Regions from separate parts of the Mus musculus genome. Here all the other regions are linked to region 1. The links are chromatin contacts, called in public HiChIP or PLAC-seq and promoter capture Hi-C maps. All regions are on one chromosome and are shown on one strand. Each heading gives the region's core, a stretch centred on a gene start, on an enhancer-like site or on the middle of the called end of the contact. The rest is flanking DNA. Distances are from core to core; before and after follow the strand shown.

Region 1 (3,475 bases), core at 600-3,099:
GCCCCTGCCCATTTTCCAGCCTCGGAATAAGACAGTTTGGCCACAGAAAAGAAAAATGTAGCCCATTCAAACTGTACTGGAGAGGCTAAGGTGAGAGCTTTGTCATGAGTTCCAGGCTACCCTGGGCTACACGACAAGTGTCTGGGCAGCTAGGACTACATAATAAACCTGGCCAAAAAAAAAAAAAAAAAAAAAAAAAAATCCCGTTTGCTGATAGGAAAGAACAGCAGCTCTCCCGAGGCATGGACTCTACTGTCCTTTTATGATAACTGAACTTGGGTTAACTACTATACCTGTCTTTCGGCAGACTGTGAAAGCCTAGGACTATTTTGGTATAAGGCAGGTCTTTCTGTTACTCAAACTAGAGCTGTCTAAACTAACTTGTGTGTGCTCTCTGGTTTAAGTCACCTAGTTTCGTTACAATTACCTTGTGTCATACCTCTTAATACAAGTTGTCAAGGAATTTCCATAATTTAAGCTTTTCGAAAAAAGAGTAGACTCGACAAACCCAAGGCCTTAAGTAAAATAGTAGGCATTTTAGCCCACTGATGCAAATACAACTGCTTCTGGCGAACTGAATATACTCAAAGTTCAGGTGAAGTCAACTCACAGCCTCTAGGAGGAAACAGGTTCTTTAAAAAAAGGCTGACGCTGCGGCTTCGGCTCCCGAGCTTTTGCAACATTTGCGTTTACGACCTGTCGATCTATCACGTGAAGCAAAAGGGCAAATCTAAACAGCACTACTGGGGCCATTCACAACCTCACGCAAGCAGAGCAGGCAAACTGGCAAGAGGGGCCTTCGCCTAACTTTCTTTCAGTGAATGAAGACAACCAACCCAGCAAACGCAAATATACCAGCATCCAGACCAAAATAAATAACTGGGGATTTCTGTCACCTCCTCTTCATCTTTAATTTTTCTTAACGTCATCCACAGAAATAGGGTTTGTTTGCCTAGGAACACCGCAGACACTCGCAGCCCAAGAGGCAAGGGTGGCCACGTACTTTCCTGGGCCTGCCTCACAAGCGCCCCCCCCCCCCCCCAACCAATGACTCGATTGTTTCGCCCCGTGTGTGCCTCCATTACACCGTTTAAGCCGGAGCACGTGATCTAGGAGCGCAAACTTGCTACACTTTACACACTTCCCTGAGCCGGGCCACACTTGAATCTAAACAATTCCCAAAGGAGAACCGAACGTGCCCGATGCTGGATGACAGTCGCTCAGGTCTCGCCCTGGGGAGAGCCAGTTCCTACCCCTGCTGGCTGACAGCAGCTTACCCATTTGTCCAAGGGGACCTGGGCAAGGGACCCGGTGCCCTGGTACAGATCCAGGCTCAGCTGCTCCAGGCTCAGCTTCTCCTGCAGGAAGTGGCCCAGGTACCTCTGTAGGAGGTAGCGACAGGCCCTCTTCTTGATGGATTCTGAAAATGGCCAAGGCATGGTGAGGGCTGGCGGCTCGAGGGAGCCGGGGCTGCACGCGGCGGCGACTCGGGGGATCCGACCTGGGCTCCAGGCAGCGGCAGCGCCTCAGGGTCGGCCCGGCGGCGTCCCCAAGCCGCGGTGGGGATCTAGGTTCGCGGTGGCCGCTGCATGTCGGTTCGGCGCCGCCGTCCCTCAGGGCAACCCCATGGCCCGCGTCGCGACGCTCGCACTAGGCCCGGCGGGGACTGGGCGCTGAGCAGAACCGGGCGCCCCAAGCCGGGAGCTTCCGAAGCGCTCCGTCGGTAGGGAGACAGAGGGACAGACAGAGAGGGCTGGCGGCTGAGGCGAGACAAGACTCCGACGCGGCGCGACTAATTTGTTGTCATCTACTGGGCGCGCTCCCGCCTGAGACACGCTCCTGGCGCGTTCGCGAGACCCAGACTCCCGGCACGTACTCGAGCAACGGGCACAAGCGGAAGTGACGCCATATTGCGGGGCTGGAAAGGCAGGAAAAAAAGAGTCCGGGCCGGAGCATTTCCGGTGGTGAATGGGCGGGGCAACTGCGGGGGCGGGGGTGGTGCCGGCGCCGCGATCCTGGCCCCAGCAGTCTCCGGACGAGGAAGGATAAGAACATGGGCGCTCGCAGGTGAGTGGGCGGGCTGGCTGCGGCCCGTGGAGCCTCACCTTGCAGTCGCGGCCGGGTGGTGGGCGCCGGCGGACGCCCGGACTAGGGCTGACGGAGGTCTGGGGGCGGGTCCGGCCTGGGCTGTCCTGCGGGAAGTGATGCGGGGATGCAGGGCGAGGACTGGAGACCCGGCGTTTCTGTCCGGGTTCTGACCGATGCCTATTGTCATCAGGTTGCCCCCCCCCCCACCCCCTTGCCGGCTTTGTTTGCAAAGCATCTAGTAGTTTGCCGTTTGCAGAGCGCCACGCCGACGACCAGGAAACTTGGGATCGGGGCGATTGCGGGCAGTACGGTTTCCTCTGTTAAATCCTGGCGCTTCCCGACCCGCTGAGGGGCTGCTGCCTCCTGGAAGACTTTGTGCTCTCCGCAGGCTCTGCGCAGCCCGATTTTTATCTTTTAGGGAGACAGTCTGTGAAGAGGCGCAGCTGGCTCCTTAGGAGGGCAGCCCCTAAAGGCCCGGAAGTCTGCTGTCCTGGGTTAGATTCCTGACACTTGACACTGGGCCACCTTGAACCTATGCTACCCTCTCTGAGCCTACATTGCCACCTCAGCCAGGTGTGAGCAGATTAATATCATAAACTCGAAAATTGAGGCAAATGAAATGACGTGTGCCGGGAAGGAACCTAAACCGAGTCCTGGATTGAGGAGACCGAATTAAGGAATTCTGGCCCGTGAATGGGGCATCCTCAAAATGGGTTCTTTTGGTTTAGTTGGATTGGGTTTTGAGACAGTCTCTCACTGGGTAGGTAGTTGAGGTTGACTTTGAACTTATGTGGCCCAGACTGCCCTAGAAATTAGGGTCTCCCAAATGCTGAAATGTCAGGCTTGCACCACCACACACCATTCGGAGTCTTTATGTGCTTTGTAAGAAAGGGCCTCTTATTTTTAAAAGATGATATTTTAGTTGGAGACTTGGAGGTAGAAAGATACATGAACGTCTGAGTTATTTTTCAGATAAGAACACCACCTGCAAGGCTTACCACATGCGTAATGCTTGGTAAGTACCAGGAATTTGAGGAGGGAAGACAGGAAGGAGTGTAGCCATCGCAAGGAATGATGGAACTTTTGCTCTGGGTGAAATAAAAAGAAATGCTACATAATCTGGCCTAAGACTGCTAACTACAGTGTTGCTAATAGTGGAATGTTGGGCTTAGAAGACCAAAGGTGAAAACAGCCAGGGCAGTGCTGAAGGACAGAGCAGTAATCCAAATTCTGTGGTTTGGCCTGGAGGAAAGCCCTGAAGACTAGAACCGGTTGGGTCTAGGCATATTTTGACACTAATAAGACATGCTTACCCGGCATCAGGTACACAGTTTTATCCCAGCACTAGAGAAACAGATGCAGATGGCTCTCTCCTTAAGTTGAAGGC
Region 2 (3,475 bases), core at 260-2,759, 2.9 Mb after region 1:
AGTGAATTCCTAAAACCAGCAGCTCTGGTCCCAAGGATGTCTCTGCAATCTGTTTCTTTCATCAGAGGGCTCCGTGAGCTGCCAGAAGGGCCGGGCCAAGACAGACAGGGACCACTCCCATCCTCTGCTGTATCCTGCTTCCCTGTGGAGGCTGCTGATCTTTGTCTAAACCAGCCCTACATTTAATGCCAAACATGTTTATCCAGTAGGTGGGAATCCCGAAGCTCACCTTACAGGCTGCTGAGGATCTGTTGAGGCACCAAGGTCAGTAGGAAACAGACTGAAAGGGACTTGCTCACATTTCTCCCTACCCCCACCCGCCCTTCCCCTTTCCCTAACAGCTAGCCATTTGAAGCCAACCTCTCTTGAGCAAAGCAGAAAGAAGGCTTTATTCCTTGGATGTAGAAGAACTTGGTGTTTCCCACTCTTCTGATATAAAATGTTACAAAAAGTTAAACAGTTTTTGAAACATGTGGCCTCAAAAAGATTTCTTTTTGGAGGCCACCGGTTCTTGGCTTTGGAAAATGGGTTCTCCTCAAAAGTGTCAGTGATTCTAGTGTGGGGTGCAGAGGAAGGACACTATCTTTACAGCAAACCCACCAACTAATTCTTCCCTCCAAGTTACAGAATGGCAACAACTTGTTAGACCCCAGGGACAGACACCTGGAGATTGGTGGAAAAGCACAATGTCTGGCTGGAATAAAAGTGTGCACCAACCCGGACTCTCCTGGGGACACCTGGAATACCTTCAGGTGACCTGAGGCCTGAGTATTTTCATAACTCTTAGGATGTGACAAGGCTCTTCTGTAACAAAGAGACCAATCTGGTTCCCAGGAAGAAGGGAACACATGAGGTTAGGAGAACTATAACCTCAGGCATTGCTAACAGTACTGCAGAGCAAGGGATCCGTTTAAAAATTGCAACTTTCAGCCCATAATGCTCTGTTCTGAATGCACTGGAAAGCCGGTTCAGTAGGGCTCCACGTGCCTCCTGGCACTCTCCCCGCTCAGCCTTGCCTCACAAATCACACCCTTTGCCCTAAGCCTCTCCACCTGCCCTTTTCTATACAACTCCTCCACCACCAGGGATTCTGTGGGGTCTCTGCCCGACTCTGCTCGCCTAGCTCCAGGTCAACGCCCCAAACCCCGGCCCCAGGCCCACCACCCTCCAGCCCTTTCCGCGGAGCTCCGCTTTGTCTCTCCCTACTAACCCCATCCTCCAGGCCTCTCCTAGACCTAAGATCCCTAAGCTTTCCCGTTAAGGTCGCCCCGGTCTTTCTCTCGCAGACAAGACCCTGGAATTCACTAAGTTAACCCCATTCCTCTAAGCTACAGTATCTCCTTTGGGACCTTAGGCCACGCCCCCCGTCTTGCCCCCAGGCCCGGTTGCCCAGCCACCCTTTCCACAAAGCTTCGCCCCGCCCCTCTGAACCTGGGCCACACCCCTGCCCCGCCCCTCACGCCCCGCCCTCTTAGAGGCGCGGACCACGGAGCCCCGCGCCTTTTGTGTGGAGCTTCGCTGCGGCGCGCGCTCATTCCCTCCGCGGCCGCCGACCGAGGGGCGTCGGCGCGCGCAGTCTCCTCGGCGGGCGGAGGGGTCCTCCGCCCCGCGTGCACCCCGCACCCCGGACCCCATCCTCCGGCCGCCGCCCCGAGTCTCAGGCGGACGCGCGCGCTCGCTCCCGCCCGCGAGACCCCGCCGCTCGCCCCCTCCCCCGGCCCGTCGGCGGGCGGTCGGGACGCGCACGCGCCGGCCCGGGCACGCGCGCCCGCCAAGATGGCAGGGGCCGGGGCCCAGCTGTCAGTCGCCACCGCCGCCGCCGCCGCGGCCGCGCTGCCTCGCAGCTAGCGGCCCGGACGCCCGCCGGAGAAGATGAGCCCCCGCCGCCGCCTGCAGCCCAGCCAGACGCGGAGCCGCCGCGCCCGGGGTCGGCTGCCCCGCTAGCGTCCCGTCGCGCCGCGCTTTCATCCCCGGCCCCGTGCCCGCCCGGCAGCCACGATGAGGTGAGTCGGGGCCTCGAGCGCAGCGAGGCCTGGAGCGCCCGGCGTGGAGGGTGGGGTGCCCGGGCATCGAAGCGGCCCCAGAGCCCCCAGCCGGCGGCCCAAGCACCAGAAGACGCTCAGGCCGCGGGGTCCGCGGGAGGCCGCGCCCGCCTTGCGGTGCCTTACCGCTGCGCGCGCCGCGCCGGCGGTCCACACTTTGCCATCCGCACGGAGCTCTTCTCCATTAGGGCGCTCTCCTCTTCACCTTTCTCTTCTGACCTGTCCCCTTTCTCTTGCCAACCCTCAGAGTGTGCAACCCCAAAAGGTACGGCTTTTGATGTGCCACTCAGCTAGAACCTTGTCAACACCCAGAAACCCGCGTGCCCTCTTCATTTGCTGCACCCAGCCTTCCTTTCCAGACTAACCTTAGCCTGCTTTCTGGGGTGGGGTGGGGCGCGGGGCAGCGTATGCCGGGTTTTCTTTCTCTCTTTCTTTTTCTTTTTTTCTGTGCAATTTTATCTTCTAGGCACATCTTTCTTAAACACCGTAGCGTCCAATTGTAGATTCGGTTCACCTGTTCTGTGAACTGTTTAAATCAAATAATGCACTGTTGTAATTTTTGTGTCTGCCTACTTTCATCAAAGATATTTCTGAAGTTCGTCCATAGTGTTTCTATTATCTACTTACTGTCCTGCATAGTATAGATAGTACACACTGTATCCATTCTACTGTTAGTAGACTTTTGAGTTGTGTGTAGCTTTTCCCCATTAACGTTGCAATGAATATGCCGGTGGGTGTACTTCCTAAAGCATTCATATCTATTGAGTAGATAGTTTCCCTACCCACAAGTAAGTTGGGTTTTTTGTTTGTCTGTTTGTTTTGTTTCGTTTTTTTGTTTGTTTGGTTTTTTTTACATAAAAAACATGTACATCTTTTGTCGTAGTTGATAGAACTAAATCCCCAAAATCATGTTATCACTTTATACCAGCAAGCATTTACTAGCCCTTGTTTAAAAATTCCTGACACCTCTTGGTATTGTCTGTGTGAAATTTTAGCCATTATGGTGAGTGTGAAGTGACATTCCATCAGGGTTTTAATTTGCAGTTTCTGGTTGACTAAAGCGACTGATTGTCCATTTGTGTGTGTTTGGTGGTTTTTTTGTTTTTTGTTTTTTAAATAAAGTGTCTGTTTAAGTATTGTCCAGTTTAGCTTCTTCTTAATTAGTAGAGTTTCCTATTTTTAAGTGAAGAAGATAGCTTGTTAACATTTTGAAGAAATGCTAGTATTTTGCTTTTCATATGAAATGATGCTGTCTACCTGGAGTTGGTTTCTGTGTAATGTGGAAACAGAATTCATGTTTTACTTTCTCCTAGCATGATTTATTCCTCGCTGTTTACCAAGATCACCGTTTCCATCAACTGCAATGCCACCTTTGTCACCTTCCAGTCTTCCATGTGGGGTCATTTCTGTCTGTCTGGAGAACATCTTTTAGT
Region 3 (3,475 bases), core at 246-2,745, 2.6 Mb after region 1:
CTAGCCTTGAACTCTGAAGGCCTAAAATATTTTATTTTTGAGACAGGGTTTCTGTATAGTCTTGGCCTGGTCTGCCTTCCCAGTGCTGAGATTCAAGGTGTGTATCACCCACCATATCCACCTAGCCTCGAACTTTTGATCCTTTCTCCTGTGAGCACCACGATGCCCCACGGTCTTTGCTGTCTACTCTCTTTAACTCGCCTAAAAGCACGCAAGAAGTCTACACCCTCCTCGCAGTCTCATGCCTTCATCTCCTCTCAATTCAGGAGCTTTCACAAATGGCTAAACTAAACTGGCTGACCTTCCTCTGCCCCCAAGCAGGGCCACGGGAGGTCCCTGTTGCGCACATGCGACTGCCGCTCGCTACCACACGGGGGCGCGGTGGCAAGCCACATCCCCCTAATGCCACTCAGAGGCCAGTCCCCGGTTGGATGCTTGGCTTCCCGTCTTGTTCAGGCTGAGGTGGCCTCTCCAGACCGAAATCAAGCACAGCTCCTAAAGCTCTCCCCGTCACCTGCAGCTCACGGATCCCTGATATGTCCCTCCCGGGGGCTGGTCCTGTATACCCGGAAATGTAGGCACACGGTCCACACTTTTTTCCTGTTTTTCTGTCTTCAGACCCCTCCAGGACCTAACCAAGGTCTCGGAGTAGTCAGAAACCGACCTTCTCTCGAGGTCTTCAGAGCCCCCACTCCCCAATCCCGAGGCTCTTTATCTAGTCAAGGAGAGCGCACATCTGGCCCTCCCATCCACTGCAGGCCTATCTGAGCGTCCCCCACGGGAACTGAAACTCGGAAGTGAGGAGCACTTTGCGCTTCCACCGGGTGAGAAGGCGGAGCACAGCCCAGCACATTCCTATGGACCATCACCCATACTCAGGATTATGGTTTTCCCGGGCCCAGGAACTCCTGCATCCTGCTAGGATCTTGTCCTCCGCCTCCGGGCGGACGCTGGCACACAGCGGGCGCAAGGCTTGCACCGACCTGCAATGAAGGCGCAGCGCGAGGACATTTGGGATTGACTAACTTTGGGGCGCTAAGGTTTCAGGGAGATGTTTGAGAACAGTCAGCGCAAGACGGGGATTGGAGGGCTGGGAAAGGGTTTTCAGAAGGTTTGCACGAGAAAGGAAGAGGCCTGGCACTGCACGCGGAGAGACAGTTGGCGAGGCCAAAGGGGCGGAGCCAGCGGACGGGATTTGCGCCGCCGCCTGGGCAGCTTGCGCCCAGGAAGCGAGGTTGCCAGGACAACGCGTTCTGGGCGGGGCGACTTCGGGGTGGAGTCTGAGCTCAAGAGAGGGTAGAAGGGGCGTGGCCTCAAAGTCTGAGCCAAAAGCCAGGTTGTGATTGGTGAATACTTATCGCTCTGGGCGGGAACGGCGTGGCGGCTGGGGCTGGGCCTCAAAGAGGGCGTGGCCGTGCGGGGGCGGGTCCTGAGAGCTAGGGCTGGAGGCGGAGACGTGGTTGGCGGGTCCGCGTGCCCGGGGCGGGGTCGAGCCAGCGGGGGCGGAGCCGAGCGGCGGGGGCGGTGCTGGTGAGCGCGGGGCCTGGGGCCGAGGCGGCGCGCAGCGCTGACAGCTAGTCGGTCGCAGCCTCCGGCCCCCTCTGCACCGGCGCCGACCACGAGCCATGAGCCCCGGGCTGCTGCTGCTCGGCAGCGCCGTCCTGCTCGCCTTCGGCCTCTGCTGCACCTTCGTGCATCGCGCTCGCAGCCGCTATGAGCACATCCCCGGGCCGCCGCGGCCCAGGTGAGCGGGGGGTGGGGGCGGGGGCCTGGCTGGGGCTCTCGATCGCGGGGTCTGGGGACCGCGTCAGAGCCAGCGCCCAGGACGGGGGTCCAGCCTCGTCTTGTACGCACGGCCAGCCCGGAGACGCAGGCCCGGAGAGGGGCGCTAACTATTCTTAGTAACAAATTACTCACAGCCGCAGCAGCTGCTGGGCGCCCACCGCGCTTGGCTGGGCCGCACAAATGTGTCGGCAGCTACAGTCCTGTCAGGTAAGCGCTGCTGTTACCCCATCGTTCAGACCTGCAGACTGAGGCGCACGCGGGGAAGTCACCTGCCAAGGTCACACAGTTGGTAAGCCTAGATTTAAACCCAGGTTAGGCTGCTTTCGAAGTGGACGCTGCTAACTTTAGGACTTGGACAGGGCCAACCTGTCCAAATACTGAACACTGTACTCCCGTCACGTTTTTCTGTTTCTGTGTTTCTGTCCTGGGACATTCCATTTGTCCTCAGTATTTCCATTCCGTTTTTGGCCACTTTACCAATGGCTCCCATCAAAAGCTTACCTTTCTTTTCCTTTTCTTTCTTATTCCTTTTCTCACCCCCCCCCCTTTTTTTTTGGAGACAAGGTTTCTCTTCAAAACCCTGGATGTTCTGGAACTCACTATAGACCAGGCTGACCTCAAAACTCACAGAGAGATCTGCCTGTCTCTGCCTCCTGAGTGCTGGGATTAAAGGCCTGTGCCACTATACCTGGCAAGAGCTTTTTGAAGCTTAGAGTAGATGTGTAATGAAAGTGTCCCAAGGGCTTCCCATCACTTCAGAGTTGAAAAATCCCGTTTCACATGAACCATACCACACAGCTAGCAAGCTACTACTAAGTTCACAGGCAACTTAGTACCTGTCCCCTCTTGCCCCCTTTGCATACTACGGTTGCCCTAAGCCTGCCTGTCCCCTACATCTCTCCATTGGCTCTCCCCATTCACCTTCTCTGGCCTGTGAGTGGTATTTTCTTGTTCTCATATCAAACAGGCTGTCCCAATCCCTCTATGTGAAGCCTGCCCAGCCCCGGTAATTTTAAGGCTACCCCTGGAGTCACCTTTTTTCCCACCTGTTGATTGCCCCATGCTAAAATGTGAGCCCAAATAGGGCAGAGATGTTGGGTTTGCTTGTGTCATACCTCCAGGGCCTGGCATGTTGCACTTAATTGCTCAATAAATAAATATCTGTTGAATGAATAAATAAATAAGCAAAGGTATTAGACACATTTCTTAAAGACCTCTGGATATGAACATTCTGGAAGGTACCATCTCCAGTACAGCAGCCTGAATTCCTGTTTGTGGACCCGAGTGACCCCTGTGGCTGGAGACATGGGGAGGCCACTCTTCTCTCCCTTGTGTCTCTGCCCTCCTTTTGACCTTGGGGGTCTCCCTTGGACACCCCCCCCCTTGCCTTGTTTAGCACTTACAACTTTCACTCCTCCTAAACAGGCCTTCTCCAGGACTGCATGGCTTGGCTTAAGGCTATGCTAACTCCTTAGGGAGGGGGCCCTTCTGTTGGACCTATAGCCCCTTAAGTCACCGTGCCACCTCTTGTTAAGTGTTTGTCTCAGTCACTGTGGTAGCCTTGATGTCTCTCCCAGCAGAATCTGGCACATGCACAAATTCCAAGTTGGATGGTGGAATTTCTAGGTTCTGTCTCCAAGCCATCCATCCACAGTTTAGAAGTGAGCAAGCATCTATTGTTCTGACAATG
Region 4 (3,475 bases), core at 601-3,100, 2.6 Mb after region 1:
TTTAGTGTAAGGACATAATATGAATCTAGAGGTCGGGCATGTAATGAGGAGCTAGACACCAGAAGGACCCGCCAGTGCCCACATAGTTGCTCCTTGATGCCCAAGGTCCCCAAGTGCACTTCCCCAGACAGAGGGTGTCCTGCAGTGTACACAGGGATCATCTGCTGCTTCCATGGAGACTTCTGATGGGGGTAGTAAGGAGCTGGAGAGGGGACGCCTGTGCCCTATGCCCCTCACACTGTGTCTGAGTTCATTGCCTTCTTTATTGAATCACCAGTAAGGTGAATGGCTGTCTTTCCTCCCCCATGGTGAATCTCAAAGCCCTTTCTCCTGGAGAGTAAACCTGCTTTAGGGTCCTGACAGCCCCGCTTCCCTCTGCCCACCAGAACCATCAGGGGGCTTTGTTGGCCCTTCTCTGAGACCCTGGCAGGGTTCCTGGAGGTAAACTTGCAAGAGCTTAACCCCAAGACTGTGACACCCCTGGTTTCTCACTCTTATGCACATCTAGCCTCCAAGAATTTTCCCAAATGGTCTGCTACCGGTACCTTAATCTGGCTACCAGTCTGGGACAAGGACACAGTGACCAGGGGCTCTACTGTTGCCTGGCACTTTGTGTAGTCACTCAACTCCCGAGCTAAGGCTTTTCAGACTCCCATTCAGCTATGATCGGTTAAGCCTATAATAAACACTGCCTGGAATGGGGAGGAGGATGGAGTGGGATGTTCTTCCCCTGCTGTCTGTCCCCAACTATCTGACAGTGCCATCTCCCTGTCTCCCCCTCTCCCCCCTCGAGGGTCCAGCTGCAGCGGTTGGCCATAGCTTTTCTAACCACCTCCAACCATTCAGGGACTTTGTGGACCAACTGCTGCAACTACAAAACTCCGTGCTGTCTCATCGTCCCATGTGGATTCTCATCCTTGACGTCAGTTACACGTGCTTGCCCTTAAAGACTTAGAGATGAGATGTTTGCTCTTATATGGGGACTTTGACTCATAGCTGGCCCCCACCCCTACCCCATTTCAGGCTCCAACCACAGCCCTGTGGAATCTAAGCAACCCCAACCGCACTCAGCAACTGTGGCAGACTGACTGATACAGGGCTGTTCAAAGAGACAGCAGCAAGTGGGTATCATGTGAAGGCCACGTGGGAGTGTGCGTGACAGAACTGATGGAAAGAGTATTCCAGGAAGAAGCCGGTTCTGGGGTCTTCATAGACAAGTGCTAGGGGCTTTGACATGGTGGAATTCTGAGCCCATGGGATAGTGTCTATGTTCACTCTTGGGGTAAAGTTGAGACAAGAGATGCAGGAGGAGAGATGACGGACGAACAACCATCTAGGAGACACACCCATTAGGGCTTCCCACAGAACCCCACGGGTTCTGGGCTACGGGTAGAGAGTTCCACGGCCAGGGGAGGACAGAAGCCCTGGCAGGGCCAAAGATGGACTGACTGTGCGGTTGCGCCTGTTCCCTCCCACCCCCAGGCTCATGCTTCACTTCTTGTGAGGTCCCAGGCAACACCACCTGTCTTTTATGCCACACCTCCACATTTAAACACTGCTAAAGATCCTGTCTGGCTCAGTGGGAGGTGGGACCTAGGAGTCCCTGACTTGGGCTTTGGGGTTTCGTCTACTTGGCGGCTAGCGAGCACCTGAGAGAAGTGGAACTGTGAAACTGGGCAACCGGGGCTTCCCAGACGCCAGGTTTGGAAAGGCTGGGGCCAGAAGGAGGGGGCTGCCCGCAGAGGGGAGCTGCAGAGTGCCGTGATCCTCCAATCCTGCAGAGTGCTCCCAAGCAGAGGTGACCTCCAGCGAGGGGAGTCCCTGGACCCTAGGCCTGTAGGGCGAATCCACCGGTTTCCCGGTGATCTCCCGGGAGGGTGCAAGCAAGGCTGGAGGCGGGCGCTCAGGGCGCGGCCAGTGGCTCCTGGGGGGCGCATCGGCGGGGCTGGCTGGCCGGCCTTTGGCTGCTATTTCTGCAGACTGCCAGGAGAATGGCGGGACGGAGGGCTGTGGCCCGGATCGGGCCCGGGGCGCTGCTGGTTCTGCGCGCTCTGCTGGCCGCCGCGCACCCGCAGTGCTTGGACTTCAGGCCGCCCTTCCGGCCGCCGCAGCCGCTGAGCTTCTGCGCGCAGTACTCCGCCTTCGGCTGCTGCACCGCGGAGCAGGACGCGGCGCTGGCCCGGCGCTTCCGGGTCCTGGAGACCCGCATGGATGCCGGGGTGTGGGCGACGTGTGCCGGCTACGCTCTGGACCTGCTGTGCCAGGTGAGCGGGTGCACGGAGGCACGTGGAACACTAGTCGCTGGCGGCGGGGGCGGGGGCGGAGCAGGAATGGCATCCCCAGAAGGGCGATACTCAGGAGTGGGTCCCAGACTTGGAGGGGAATGACGACCCTACAGGCATGAGACTTAGGAATGGATCCTGAACTTTGGAGGTGATGGCAACCACAGGGGCAAGGGTCGGGAGCGGGTACCAGACTTTGGAGCTTGGGGGGTCCAAGAGGGAGTGACTTGGTATCAGGCGGGAAGACCTGGCTAGCTAGCTCTTGTCATTCATTTGCTTTGCAAAGATGTTGGGCTTTTTTTTTTTTTTTCCCTCGAGACAGGGTTTCTCTGTGTAGCCCTGGCTGTCCTGGAACTCACTCTGTAGACCAGGCTGGCCTTGAACTCAGAAATCCGCCTGCCTCTGTCTCCCAAGTGCTGGGAGACAGAGGCAACACCACTGCCCTGCTGATGTTGGGCCTTTTAGGAGCCTCAGTTCCTCTTAGAGACTCAAGACTCCTATTCTCTGGGACACCCTGGAAGCTCCCGCCCCCTCCCCCCTCCTCCAGTGCCCCACTGCAGAGAGTCCTATCTCTGTCAGGTACCAGGATGAAGTCTTTGCTAAGTCTAGGAAGGCAGGATGGGAAGATATGTAGCCAAATCTGAGGCATGACTTTGTCAGCAGTCTGGGGACTGCTTATTCCGATGAGGACTCTTCCACAGGCAGACTGAAAGGAGTAGTCTGAGAGCCCATTCCTCAGGGCCAGGATGCTTAAAGCACCCACCTTTCTTTTCAGCTACTGGTCTCCTCACCTGGTAGAGTCTCTCCCCAGATGAGTTACTCTCATCTCTCCTCTGATAGTGAAGCCCTTACTTCGATCCACGCTGAACTATCGCTTCCCTTATGTCGATGCGGAGTATCCTGCCTGACTGATCTGATTGCAGGAATGCCAGCCAGCCAGCCAGCCAGGGAAACCCCAAGGCGGGCCCAACCTAGGTCTGTAAGGTGAAGGATTCACGAATAGAAACCGCCCTCCAACCCCTGCCAGACAGTACGAAGTTCAGATCCCAGCCAGCAGGGGGCAACCTGCAGGGGAAGACTAAAGGGCGGACTTGGGTTTGATATAGTACATCTTCTCGTGACTGAGAGCTTGCGAGGTTCACGGCTGTCTTTCAATGACATTATCTTTAAAACAGGATCAGATGTCTATCCCT
Region 5 (3,475 bases), core at 504-3,003, 2.6 Mb after region 1:
TCTCCACCTCACACCCCGGTGAGGCGGCCATCAGCCTCTCCAACTTACAAGCAAGGAAGAAAGGAAACTGAGGCACACGGAGAGGTCGGAATCCACTCCAAATATATCCTCTGGGGAAAACTGTAGAGACCGAACTGAGAAAGGTGTCCCAACCAGTACTGCGGGACTTATGGGAAGCCAGGAAGACTCTTATCTTAGCCCAGGGTACTCTGGCCCAGCTTCGTCAAGGTCTCAGCACGGGTGATTGTGTGCCAGCCCAGCCCAGCCCAGGAGGAGATTCAGCTGGGAAGGAAGCAGGGGAGAAAGCCAGCCACAGCACAGTGCAGTCGTGGGTGCTAAGTGAGTTTGAGGGACTCCAACCAGAAGGGAAAATTCACTTGCTTTAGCTTAGGGGCCTTTCATAGTCTTCCAAGAAAAACTCTCCTCTGCCCTCAAGTGTTTTCAGGGTAGGATGAGAGACACCCCTCGACAGCCCCAGAGTGCCAGCTGGTAACACAAAAAGCTGCGGAGGAGAAACTTTTTTCTGCGGCATCAGCTAGACAGGGACACCACCACGCCGAATGCTCCATTTGCTATGCCAGCTGCGGAAGGGTCTGAAGGTGCGACCCCACCCCCACCCCGCACCTGTGAGGTCTCCAGAAACTACTACTGCTTCACGACAGACACCCATGGGCTTCCGATCCCGGCGAGATGCTTACCGTGCAGGCCGTTAGGGATGCTTCGGTGGTGCGGCGGCGCTGACAGGTCATCCAGAGACCGGCGCGTGGCTCCGGCCTTGCCGTCCGGAACCTTGTGCGGCCCCGGGGGCAGCAGAGCCGCTGGGACGTGGTGGTGGTGGTCCGGGCTGCCGCCGCTGCCCGCACTGGACGTGCTGCTGCCGTCGCCAACGTCGCGGGCCCCCGAGCCCGCTGCGCTCCCCGCCAGGGGCCCGCTCAGGCTGGCCTGGCTGTCGATGGAGCTGCGGGAGCCCGCGCCGCCGCCGCCGCCGCCAGCGCCCCCCGCCGCCGCCAGCGCCGCGCGCTCCTCGTCCAGCAACAGCACCAGCTCTTTCAGCTCCAGGTTCTCGCGCAGCAGGGCCTCCTGGCGCGCCTCGAGCTCCCGTAGCTTCTGCTGCGAGCGGGCCACCTCGTGCCACACGGCGCCGGCCGCGTGGCGTCCGAAGCGCTGCCACTCGCGCGCCAGCTTGCGCCCTTTCTGCCGGTCGTCGTCCAGGAAACAGCAGAGCTCACGCAGCTCCTGATTGTCGTCCTGCAGCCGCTGGTTCACGTCCTTGAGGCCGCGGATCTCCAGCAGGTGCTGCTGCAGCCGCCGGTTCACGTCGCGCATCAGGCCGCCGTGCTCCAGCATGAGGCCCACCTTCTCGCCCTCGGCGCGCCGCAGCCGCCGCGCCAGCTCCTCCTTGCTCCAGCGCAGCAGTTCCTCGTCCGGGACCTGGCTCAGCTCCTCCGACGCCGCCGCTGCAGCCGCCGCCGCCACCGCCGGGGGCTTCGCCATGGCGGGGCCGTCACCGCGGCATCGCCCTCGCCCGCGCCGGGCCGGCGCTCCCCGCGCCGGGGCTTCTCTGGGCTCGGCCACGCGCGCGCGGGGGGCGGCTGGGGACGCGTGCGGCCCGCCCTTCGCCGCCTCGCGCTCCCTCCCGCGGCCCCCTCTGGGGTCACCCGAGAGCCCGCGCACGCCTCAGGACTGAGGAACCGGGACCGTGGCTGCGTCGGCGGCCGCGGTGCCCCGGCTCTCCGAGCTCGGGCGCAGCAGGCGGAGGCCCGCCCCCGGCCCCGCTCCCGGAGCCCCAGCTGCCCCGCCCACCCCGGGCGGAGAGGGGGCGGGGCGCCGCCGTTGGGCCACGCCTCCGAAAGGGAGGCGGTCAGAGGAGTGGCAGGCCCCCGAGGTCCCCCTACGCGGTGCGCCGGCCCGCCGGGCGCCCTGCCAGAGGCGCGCTCGAGCCACGGTCCCGCCCTCCCACAGGTCTGATTGGCCAGGTTCGGGGGTGTGCGGGAGGGGCGGGGCGCGCGCGGGGAGGCTGAAAAGATGGTATCTTCCAACCGCGGGGCCTTGCACCCTCCTCCCCCCCACACTCCCGGTTCAAGTTTCTTCGCCCGGAGGACGCGGCCTGGGCCAATCCCAGGACTACAAGGGGTTTTAAAATGCAGGTAGGGCTAGGGGGTGGCGGGGACCGGTGGGAAAGGTAGGGCAGGGCTTCCCTTAAAGGCGACGCGCGAATTTACGCGTCCCTTATCCGGCCAGCGTCCCTGACCCTCCCTTTCTCACCCTTAATAAACAGATGCCCACCCGGCGAGCACAGCTCTCTCCCTCCCTCCCTCCCTCTCGGGGGCACCAGAGTTCGGTACAGTCCGAGAGAGGAGGAACAATAGGACCCTGACATGGGGGGTCGGGCAGGGCTGGTCTTTGTCCCTTTCCGGGCCACCGACCAGAGCCACCTGGGTCCCTGCCTAATATTGCAGCGGGGCTGTCTTCCCACCCCTAGCCCAAGACCGTGGAGCCTTGCCAGCCTTATCTCAGGGCCAGATCTCTCTCCCTTCTTCCCCTGACGTGGTGGGAGCCGAGGACCTGCCCTTTTCCCAGAGCAGTTCTCCGAGCCCTTCCCTTCCGCGCACTACACCGCTAAATCCCTGGGATTGGAAGAACATGCAGTTCGCTAGGTGGAAACCCCTGAGAAAGGCGAGGGAAGGTCTTCCACCCTGGCCAGATAGCTGGGGTCCATAGGTACTCAGCGACCGCAGAACCTTCTTCCCTCGCCCCGCATCGCTGCGGAGCATACGGATCTTCCCACACCTATAAATCCCGTCCCCTAAGCGCATTTAACAGCGCTTCTGCAGCCAGCGGGCCGAGGGAAGGATGCGTTTCCCCTGGACCTACAAGGAGATAACCCACTCTGCGCGCGCACAAACCGGGGTAAGCTACCCGGGCCTGGAGCGCGTGCCCGCGCAGCAGCTGACATCCCCCTTTTACAGTTACTCAGCCGTTTACTAAACCACCTCATGTGCCCTCTTACACCTTCCCCATCCCGGGGGAATTCTACCGGGACAAGAGGCCACTGCTCTCTGAGGGCACTTGGCATTCTTGGGAGGAGGGAGAGAGTACAACGTGAGAAGAATCGGTGAGGCTGTCTGCAGCGCTATGCGGGGAATTCAATTGCCTTAGATCTGTGTTCTGGGAGGGACCTAGGAGCTAGGACCTAAACCTGAGTGACAAGGACAAAGGTAAGCCTGGAGGCCGGACAGGTGAAAGGAACAGCAAGTGGAATGGCCTTAGGGTTGGCTTGTTAGTGGCCGGTTCGAAGGGGAGGAGGGGCCGGCGAGATGGCTCCGCAGGTAAAGGAGTGTGAAGCCCAGCCTGACAACCTAAATTAATTCCCAGGACACAGTGATGGAAGGAGAGACCTTACTCCCTCACGTTGTCCTCTGACCTCCAGAGTGGGCAGTAGCTTACATAAACACTCACACAGAAAGAATGAAAT
Region 6 (3,475 bases), core at 546-3,045, 2.5 Mb after region 1:
AGAGGGCTATCAGAGCCTGCAGTCCATGATGAAGACGGAGGGCCCCTCCTATGGTGCCCTGCCCCCAGCCTACGGCCCACCTGCTCACCTAACCTACCACCCCCATGTCTATCCCCCCAACCCACCTCCACCTCCTGTTCCTCCACCCCCAGCCTCCTTTCCCCCACCCACCATTCCTCCCCCTACCCCAGGCTACCCTCCCCCTCCCCCTACCTACAACCCCAATTTCCCACCCCCACCCCCACGCCTGCCCCCAACTCATGCAGTCCCTCCTCACCCTCCTCCAGGCTTGGGTTTGCCACCAGCCAGCTACCCACCTCCAGCTGTCCCCCCTGGGGGACAGCCCCCTGTTCCCCCACCCATCCCCCCACCTGGTATGCCACCTGTTGGGGGGCTAGGGCGGGCGGCCTGGATGAGATAACGGGGCGCCCCCCCCTTTGTTTTAAGAATTGTTTTCCAACCAACTTGAAGAATAGACTGAGGGGGCGGCAGCAGGGCGCCTTGTATATGCTAGACAGTTGCAGTGTGGGAGGGCTGGGCCCTGGCATGAACTGTGTGCCCTGGGCAGTGCCTGCTGTGGTGTGATCACATCCAGTCCCCGCTGCCGTCTGTGTCCTGCACGGGGCTACTTTAATACTAGTGAAGATGTTAAGTAGCCACATTGGCTCAGTTAATAGCTTCAGTAAGGAGTGACTAACCCTCTAGAAATCAGTGCCTAATTTTCCTGAGAACTAACTTTTGGTATCCATGTCCTCCTGTCTGCAGTCTGGCTGTTGTTCTTCCATTCTGTGGCTTCTCTCTGTGGCCCCTAGTAGGTGAGGTGACTCCCCACTTAGCTTGTAACTCTGTCCTCTATTGTCATCTGGGGGGCTGCCTTGACGGGTGGCTGTCTCCTTCCCTCCATGGAGAAAGGAGGTGTGTACTTGGAAAACAATGTATGTTTACATCTCTTTGCAAAGTCTTGTACATAGAGAGATATTTTTTAAGCGTGAATGTAACAACATACTGTGAATTCCATCTTGGTTACAAATGAGAATCCTTCAGTCAGTTGCCCGAATAAAATCAGTTCTGAAACTACCGTTTATGTGTGAGTACAGCCTCTCTCTCTACCTCAGTTGATCTGTCCCACGGCCTGTGCCTCCTTTGGAGGACCTGGTGTTCTGGGCTACATGAGCTTCTAGAGCTTCTATCAGGCTTAGGACCCTCATGTTCCTGACCTGACAGTAGCCATGAGTGGTCTTTCCTATCCAGGGTGGGACCAGCTGCCCACCCAACAAGCCGTCAGCTCACAACAGGAAAAAAGCACTACACACTCGGCTCCGAGGCTCACAAAGAGGCCTTTATTATCTAGTTCAAAGTAGACACTGTCACAATCTTATGTTACTCCTTTTACTAAAATAGTTCAAATCAATGCTTTTACCACACTATCAAAAGTTCTATTTTTTTTCTCTCTCCACAAATCAAAGTGGTTCGATAGAAGGTAGAAACGGCCGAAGTGCACAGGCTCCAGCTCTACACGGCCAGGGCAGGAGGGGCAGCTGCAGGTCTCACCACCAACTCCTATAGAAGACCGGCCCAGGGCAGAAACCAGGCACTCCAGCCCCTCCCAAAAGCAGCACGCTTTCCCCCACAGTATGAAAATAGACACCTCTGCCACTCTGCAGCCATGCATTTTGTTTCTTAAAAAAAAAAAAAAAAAAAAAAAAAAAAAGATCAGTAGTATGTATCTCACTTCCTCTCAAGTTTCAAGAAAGAAAAATGAAAGGTCACTTTGTCTTGAAACACTGGCGCGTGGCTGTTGATCGCAAATGAAGATGTGCTCAGCAGATTCTGACTCCGGGGAAGGCCAGGCCACCCTAGATGGGGCCAAGTGACCTGTCACAGTGGGGACGGGGGTGGAGCCAGCACAAGCATATTGTGAGCTTGGGGTGGAGAATCAGCACTGCAAAGGCTAAGGCTCCAGAAGGGAAGGGTCACGGAAGACCACCTGCCCTCCCTGGCCCCGGGCTCAACTGGGTTGCTGCTGGCCTCTCCTGTTAGGTTTGAGATATGACCCAGGCTGTCCTAGGGAAGCCAGCCTACTGCCGAGGGCTGGGGTATAGCTTGTCTCTCTCTGCCTGCACAAGGGCAGAGGAGCCTGTGAGAAATTCTCTTTAGATTCCCTGGATGCCCTGCAGCACTAGGGACAGGATCTTTCTTGTCTTCAGACTCCAAGAGCTCTTACTTATTGCTTATTTCAGAGGTGGCTGAACTGTCCTGATACAAATGTGACTGGGACTCTCTGACTTGGCTCCCACCTTGTGTGGGCCACATACCTCAACATTATTCTGCGGTTTCTTGGCTTCAAAGAACCAGGAAGGGTCTTGCCTGCCCAGCAGCCCACTTAGAAATACCCAGTACCAGCTGGGGCCGGCAGATGGAGTTGCAAGTTCTATCGATTGACCATCCAGCAGCTCCTAGAAAGAGCTTCCCAGTGCCACCAACAGCCGGAGCAGTAGGCCGGTCCCCTACAGCCCCTGCGCAACACTCCCTGGGCACACCGAGGGCCATGGGCCTTTCCCCTGAGAGTGTGGGACCCAAGGGTGTGGGCAGCAAAGGTGCTGGGTACCACCCAAGGTTACGGGGCCTGGGCTTGTTGGGGAGCAAGGATGTCACCCACCTTCTTGGCCTGTCCCCTCTGCTCACAGGGTTTGGGAGGGACCTGAGGCAAGGACAAGCTCTTTGGGCTTGCTGCATGGGGCTCTAAGTACCATTGCGTGAGGACAGCTGATGGGTGTGGATGTAAATACACGGAACTGGCGAAGCCAGCAGTGTGGCCAGGGCCTCCTACAGACAGCATCTGCATGGTTCACAAAAGCACCTCACTCTCCTCCAACCACACTAGAGAAAACTCCTGACAGCCATGTGCCGCCTTCCGGCTGAGGCGCGAGCAACGTTCACTGAAGCACGCATTTGACCCCCCCGCCCCCCCCCCGCCCCCGCCCACAGGTCCCTTGGAGGGAGGGGCTAAGGCTCAGATGTGACCTGTGAGGAGACAGCATGACAAACAGGCTGGCCTAGCATGTTCCCAGTAGGTTGCCACATGAGCTCTTCCACTGTGAGGACAGAGGTCCACAAAACTGGGGTGGTTTCTAGAGTGAGCAAGAGGCAGAAGGAACGGCTGGGGGCCCAGGGAAGCTGAGTGGCTGGCTGAAGGCCACACAGCAGATTAAAGCCAGAACCAGGCATGCCCCCATCCTTCCCAAGGAAACCTCATCAGGGGATCAGGGGTGGCTCCTTGTAGCACACGGGCGGGGGGGGGGGGGGGTGCTCCGTCACATTGACAGTGACCCTGGGCAATGGCCCAGTTCTACCTGCCCATTGAGAATGCTGAGCCTGGCTCAGACACTCTCCAGGACTTTCCTATGTTGCTGTAAACCAGAAAAGGAAGCCTGGCAGGAGAGACCTACAAAGTGGCTAAGCCTGGCATTGGTGA
Region 7 (3,475 bases), core at 565-3,064, 2.5 Mb after region 1:
GCTAATGTTAGCTATGCCACAAGGCCCAGCTAACAGCATTTCAGTGAGAATTTTACTGGACATTTATAAACAGAAAAGGAACAGAAACCCTCATTGCTAGAACCCACATCAGCACAATGTTTGGATCTTCAAGTCCAGCATAGCTCCACTGAGATGTTTGCACAGTGAAAAAGGAGGGAGAAATAGCAACTACTTCCCTCCAAGGGAACTAGAGTTGCATATCCAGATATTAGTAATATCTCAAAAGAGAAAGGAACGCACGGTAAAAAGAAGGTAGGGGCAATAAAGACCAAGGTTGTTTAGAGTCCCAGTAAGATGTTCTTTTTTTCTGTAGCTTTTCAGAACTTGGTTTTGCAAACTGTTTTCTTAAGCCCTAGAAAAACTCCTTCCCAAATGGCTGGAATTCCACCAAAATATCAATCATGGCGCCCCAGAGACCCATCTATAAAGTGAGCCTCTACAGGTAGGAGCCTACATACACACTGTAGGTTCCAGTGAGTCTAGACAAACTTTTTAACTTGGGGAGGAAATGTCCTTTTATACTGCTGTATTTTAAGGGTGCGTTCACTTAAAACTCCCCAAGACTATCACTGTTTAAAACTCATTTTAAAAACACCCTCAGCATCGCCTTTGAAAGGGAAATGGGAACAGTATCACATATGAAAAACCCACACTTTCAGTGTCCAAGTCTGGTTTTAGTTTTTGTGTGTTTTTTGAAAGGGTCTCCCTATGTAGCTCTGGCAGGCCTGAAACTCCGGATTCCCTGCCTCAGCCTTCCTGGATGCAGTTCTGTTACATCTATCAGTAAAACCTCAATCTTCTAAGGGTCTGCAAAGGCAAGATGGCTGTCAACATCCTGTTCAAATGTGTTTACTTCGGTAACAACACCGTTTTCGTTTAGAAATGGATTACAGCATGTCCCGAGTCATCTTTACGCGTGCACCCCTCCAGAAACGCACCAACGTCCTCTCCCGACACGACGCGGAGGGGGTGAGGCCCCTCGGCAGCCAGTGGCGCACGTCACTAATCAGCTCCTTCTCCAAGAGTGGCAGGCGGGGAGAAGAGGCAGAGTCGCATGCCCAGGCTGCAGCCGCAAGAAGGAAGAGTTGAAAATCGGAATGGCAAACTCCGAGAGCACGGACCGCTTCTCTCTCGCAGCGCGCTCGTCGCGTGTGGACCTCGGCCAGGGGCGCGTGGGAAGAAACCTGACCTATTTTCTACGCCCGCCTTTGCGAGCGGGCAGTGGAGGACAAGGCGCGGGGGCCGGGCTCCCCGTGGGCAACAGAGAGCTGCAGAGGGGCCTCGGCCCCAAGCCGCGTGCGCCTGCCACCGGAGGAAGGAAACCAAGGCTGCAGCCCGCCGCACGCAGTCCCAGCGCCCCGCGCGCACTCCGGGCCCCGGCCGTACCCGAGGGCGGCGCCCAGGCCGCGCCCAGGCCGCGCCCTGAACCTGCCGCCTGCCCCCGTCCCGGTGGAAGAGGGAAGCTGCAGACGCTCGCCAGTCCCCTCAGGGACCGGGCCTGCCGGGCCTCGGAGCCCACAGCCTCCCAGGCCCTGAGAACTCGGTCGCGGCCGAGCACCGGACCTCGGAGTCCGCACGCTCGGCCTCACCTCCTTAAGGAGCGGTGGAACCCCGTCCCCTCAGCCCGCGGGCCGCACGCGGGTGCTTGCCGTCCGCACTCACCTGCCCGCTTCGTCTTCGCGCAGCGGCGGCGCCACACTCCGGCCGGGACCCCACCGTCCGCCTCAACCAACCCCCAGGCGGCGGCGGCGGCGGTGGCGGCGGCGGCCGGACGGGAGGGGCTGGACGGCAGCCAGAGACAGCCCCGCCGCCTAGGCCCAACCCGGCTCCGCCCGCCCCTGGGCCCCGCCCACGGGCCGCCGCCGCCGTTCATTGGCCCGCACCTAACACGCCTCGGCGCGGCTCCGCCCCGCCGCCCATCCGCCCGCCAGCCAGGGTGCTGATCAGCCATTGGACATCAGCAACCGGGGCGGAGCCGTATCCGAAGACTCGATTGGTTAGATCTCGCGCTGTGATTGAACGACGGGAGCCCTGGCTCCGCCTCCGGGCCGAAGTTCCGTTAACAGGTTCGGTTGCTCCCGAACTCCCTTTCGCCAAGGGGGTGGGGCGATGGGAGGGTGTGTGCGAGTGTTTCCCCTCCCCCTACGGGCCGCAGTCCACAAGGCCGCAGGGTAGGCGGAGCGGCGACTGTTGACTTGTTACTTTTTTTCTTTTTTTTAGCTTTACTTTCTTCTAATTGGTTGACAGGCACCTGACTTTCGCCGCCCCCTCCGGCCGCTTCTTAACGTCCCGAGACGCAGGGAAATGACGTAGTTCCCCGACATTCCACCTCCAAGATGGCTGCTGTCAGGAAGGAGAGACGTCGCTGAGGGTTTTGCCTGAGGCGAGGGGTGAGTATCTAGCTGGCCGCGGGCAGCGCCGCCCACCGTCTGCGCTCCTGGTGGTCCGAGGAGGGTATTTTCCAGCTGCCTGGGTTCTACGGAAGAGTCCGGCTTCCCGGATTCCACCGCCCTCCTTGGAATCCCTGATGCACGTTGAAATTAGCAGGCGACGCGGGGTTGGCGGCGAGGGAGCTTCGGGACAGGGTCGGGTCCTCTGGGGTGCGCCGCTAATGCCTGGAACTGGAAGCTGACCTCGCAGAGGAAAGTGGTTGCGGTTTGGGGGATTCCTAGCCGAGGAATAAAAGGGTGGCGGGGCTTACACGCACAGACCCTGCCTCAGACCGACCCGGTCACCCACGGCTTGTGGATCCCTCTGTTAAGTAGGATTGAGGCTTTGGAAAGTGTTCCGTGACTCTTGAACCACGGAACTCAGGTAGGACCAGGAATGAAAAGGGACTTCCTCGATAAGACTCGTTCTTACCCAGACGTCATCCTCTCCTGAGTGCTTGTTTGCCTCGGTGTTAGGGGAACTGATCTTTATTAAGTTGAGAAATAACATGTATATGTTAATCTGAAAACGTTTAAGCAGTTTAACCTGCCTAATGTATTCTTGGTGGTGTTCTTAACTTTGGACTACCAATAAAACACAGCTTTCCATAAGTCACTCAGTGTTTAAAATCAGTTATCACAGACTGGCTGTCTTCCTACGTAACCCTGGCTGGTGTGTAGCTCTCTCTGTAAACTAGGCTGGCCTCCAGCGCAAAGATATCTTCCTGCCTCTGCCTCCAGAATGCTGGACTTAAAATTAAAAAGTCATGTGCCATGAGTCTTAGCTAAAGACTGGCCTTTTAGGTTTTAAAGACAAACCTCACACAGGTGGTATCTTGATATATGTTGTTTAAAGAATAATTGGCCAGCATTTTGCAGTTGTGGGTGTCTTTAACTTTTTTTTTATGAGTGATTCCATGAAAGTGTAGTGATTTCAAGCCTCAATACCTAGAACATTATATGGCACTTAGTAAACTATTGCTGAATGAATGATAATAGTTGAGAAATAGTAATGTTGATAAACA

What was found. Promoter capture Hi-C pulls out the DNA fragments that hold promoters and counts their contacts. HiChIP or PLAC-seq counts read pairs in DNA pulled down with a chosen protein or histone mark.
Region 2: a promoter capture Hi-C map of embryonic stem cells shows a contact between it and region 1, with 4 times the contacts expected there. The contact joins the promoter of Evl here to the promoter of Atg2b in region 1. A contact is called at or near these places in 2 of 39 promoter capture datasets (cranial neural crest and embryonic stem cells) and 2 of 115 datasets of contacts at active chromatin or transcription factors (astrocytes and large pre-B cells).
Region 3: a promoter capture Hi-C map of liver shows a contact between it and region 1, with 4 times the contacts expected there. The contact joins the promoter of Cyp46a1 here to the promoter of Atg2b in region 1. A contact is called at or near these places in 2 of 39 promoter capture datasets (cranial neural crest and liver) and 1 of 115 datasets of contacts at active chromatin or transcription factors (astrocytes).
Region 4: a contact with region 1 is called in an H3K27ac HiChIP or PLAC-seq map of extraembryonic endoderm stem cells, with 11 times the contacts expected there. The contact joins the promoter of Hhipl1 here to the promoter of Atg2b in region 1. A contact is called at or near these places in 2 of 39 promoter capture datasets (hippocampal neurons and liver) and 1 of 115 datasets of contacts at active chromatin or transcription factors (extraembryonic endoderm stem cells).
Region 5: a contact with region 1 is called in a promoter capture Hi-C map of pre-B cells, with 4 times the contacts expected there. The contact joins the promoter of Ccdc85c here to the promoter of Atg2b in region 1. A contact is called at or near these places in 4 of 39 promoter capture datasets (cranial neural crest, liver, pre-B cells and 1 more), 1 of 484 Hi-C or Micro-C datasets (CD4 T cells), 4 of 115 datasets of contacts at active chromatin or transcription factors (acute myeloid leukemia, astrocytes, pro-B cells and 1 more) and 1 of 9 other capture datasets (liver).
Region 6: an H3K27ac HiChIP or PLAC-seq map of thymic regulatory T cells shows a contact between it and region 1, with 12 times the contacts expected there. The contact joins the enhancer-like site here to the promoter of Atg2b in region 1. A contact is called at or near these places in 2 of 39 promoter capture datasets (liver and maxillary cranial neural crest), 3 of 115 datasets of contacts at active chromatin or transcription factors (forebrain, large pre-B cells and thymic regulatory T cells) and 1 of 9 other capture datasets (embryonic stem cells).
Region 7: a promoter capture Hi-C map of liver shows a contact between it and region 1, with 14 times the contacts expected there. The contact joins the promoter of Setd3 here to the promoter of Atg2b in region 1. A contact is called at or near these places in 15 of 39 promoter capture datasets (the 3T3-L1 cell line, 3T3-L1-derived adipocytes, the C10 cell line and 8 more), 4 of 484 Hi-C or Micro-C datasets (B cells, CD4 T cells, CD8 T cells and 1 more), 7 of 115 datasets of contacts at active chromatin or transcription factors (astrocytes, bone marrow-derived dendritic cells, embryonic midbrain and 4 more) and 2 of 9 other capture datasets (adipose tissue and liver).

What each region holds. Positions count from the first base shown.
Region 1 is chr12:105,683,392-105,686,866 of GRCm38.p6, forward strand. Atg2b (autophagy related 2B) reads right to left here and starts at 1,850. Exons shown (of 42, transcript NM_029654.4): 1 at 1,278-1,850. The coding sequence starts at 1,439. It overlaps Gskip (GSK3B interacting protein), which reads left to right and starts at 1,961. Exons shown (of 3, transcript NM_178613.3): 1 at 1,961-2,067. The coding sequence starts at 2,054.
Region 2 is chr12:108,553,211-108,556,685 of GRCm38.p6, forward strand. Evl (Ena-vasodilator stimulated phosphoprotein) reads left to right here and starts at 1,510. Exons shown (of 13, transcript NM_007965.3): 1 at 1,510-2,003. The coding sequence starts at 1,999. It overlaps Gm16596 (predicted gene, 16596), which reads right to left and starts at 2,408. Exons shown (of 3, transcript NR_045753.1): 1 at 2,169-2,408.
Region 3 is chr12:108,332,821-108,336,295 of GRCm38.p6, forward strand. Cyp46a1 (cytochrome P450, family 46, subfamily a, polypeptide 1) reads left to right here and starts at 1,496. Exons shown (of 15, transcript NM_010010.2): 1 at 1,496-1,744. The coding sequence starts at 1,626.
Region 4 is chr12:108,304,420-108,307,894 of GRCm38.p6, forward strand. It overlaps Hhipl1 (hedgehog interacting protein-like 1), which reads left to right and starts at 1,851. Exons shown (of 9, transcript NM_001044380.1): 1 at 1,851-2,264. The coding sequence starts at 1,992.
Region 5 is chr12:108,273,640-108,277,114 of GRCm38.p6, forward strand. It overlaps Ccdc85c (coiled-coil domain containing 85C), which reads right to left and starts at 1,754. Exons shown (of 6, transcript NM_001159910.2): 1 at 699-1,754. The coding sequence starts at 1,494.
Region 6 is chr12:108,202,281-108,205,755 of GRCm38.p6, forward strand. Ccnk (cyclin K) reads left to right here. Exons shown (of 12, transcript NM_009832.2): 12 at 1-1,079. The coding sequence ends at 421. Ccdc85c (coiled-coil domain containing 85C) reads right to left here. Exons shown (of 6, transcript NM_001159910.2): 6 at 1,320-3,475. Among named protein-coding and RNA genes, the nearest start is that of Ccnk, 24 kb to the left of the region's middle. Within about 2 kb of position 1,796, at least 7 of the 459 cell types and tissues checked have an H3K27ac peak or open chromatin away from gene starts, as enhancers often do. A contact at or near this core is called in thymic regulatory T cells, where this site is marked.
Region 7 is chr12:108,177,470-108,180,944 of GRCm38.p6, forward strand. It overlaps Setd3 (SET domain containing 3), which reads right to left and starts at 1,815. Exons shown (of 13, transcript NM_028262.3): 1 at 1,684-1,815. It overlaps Ccnk (cyclin K), which reads left to right and starts at 2,269. Exons shown (of 12, transcript NM_009832.2): 1 at 2,269-2,411.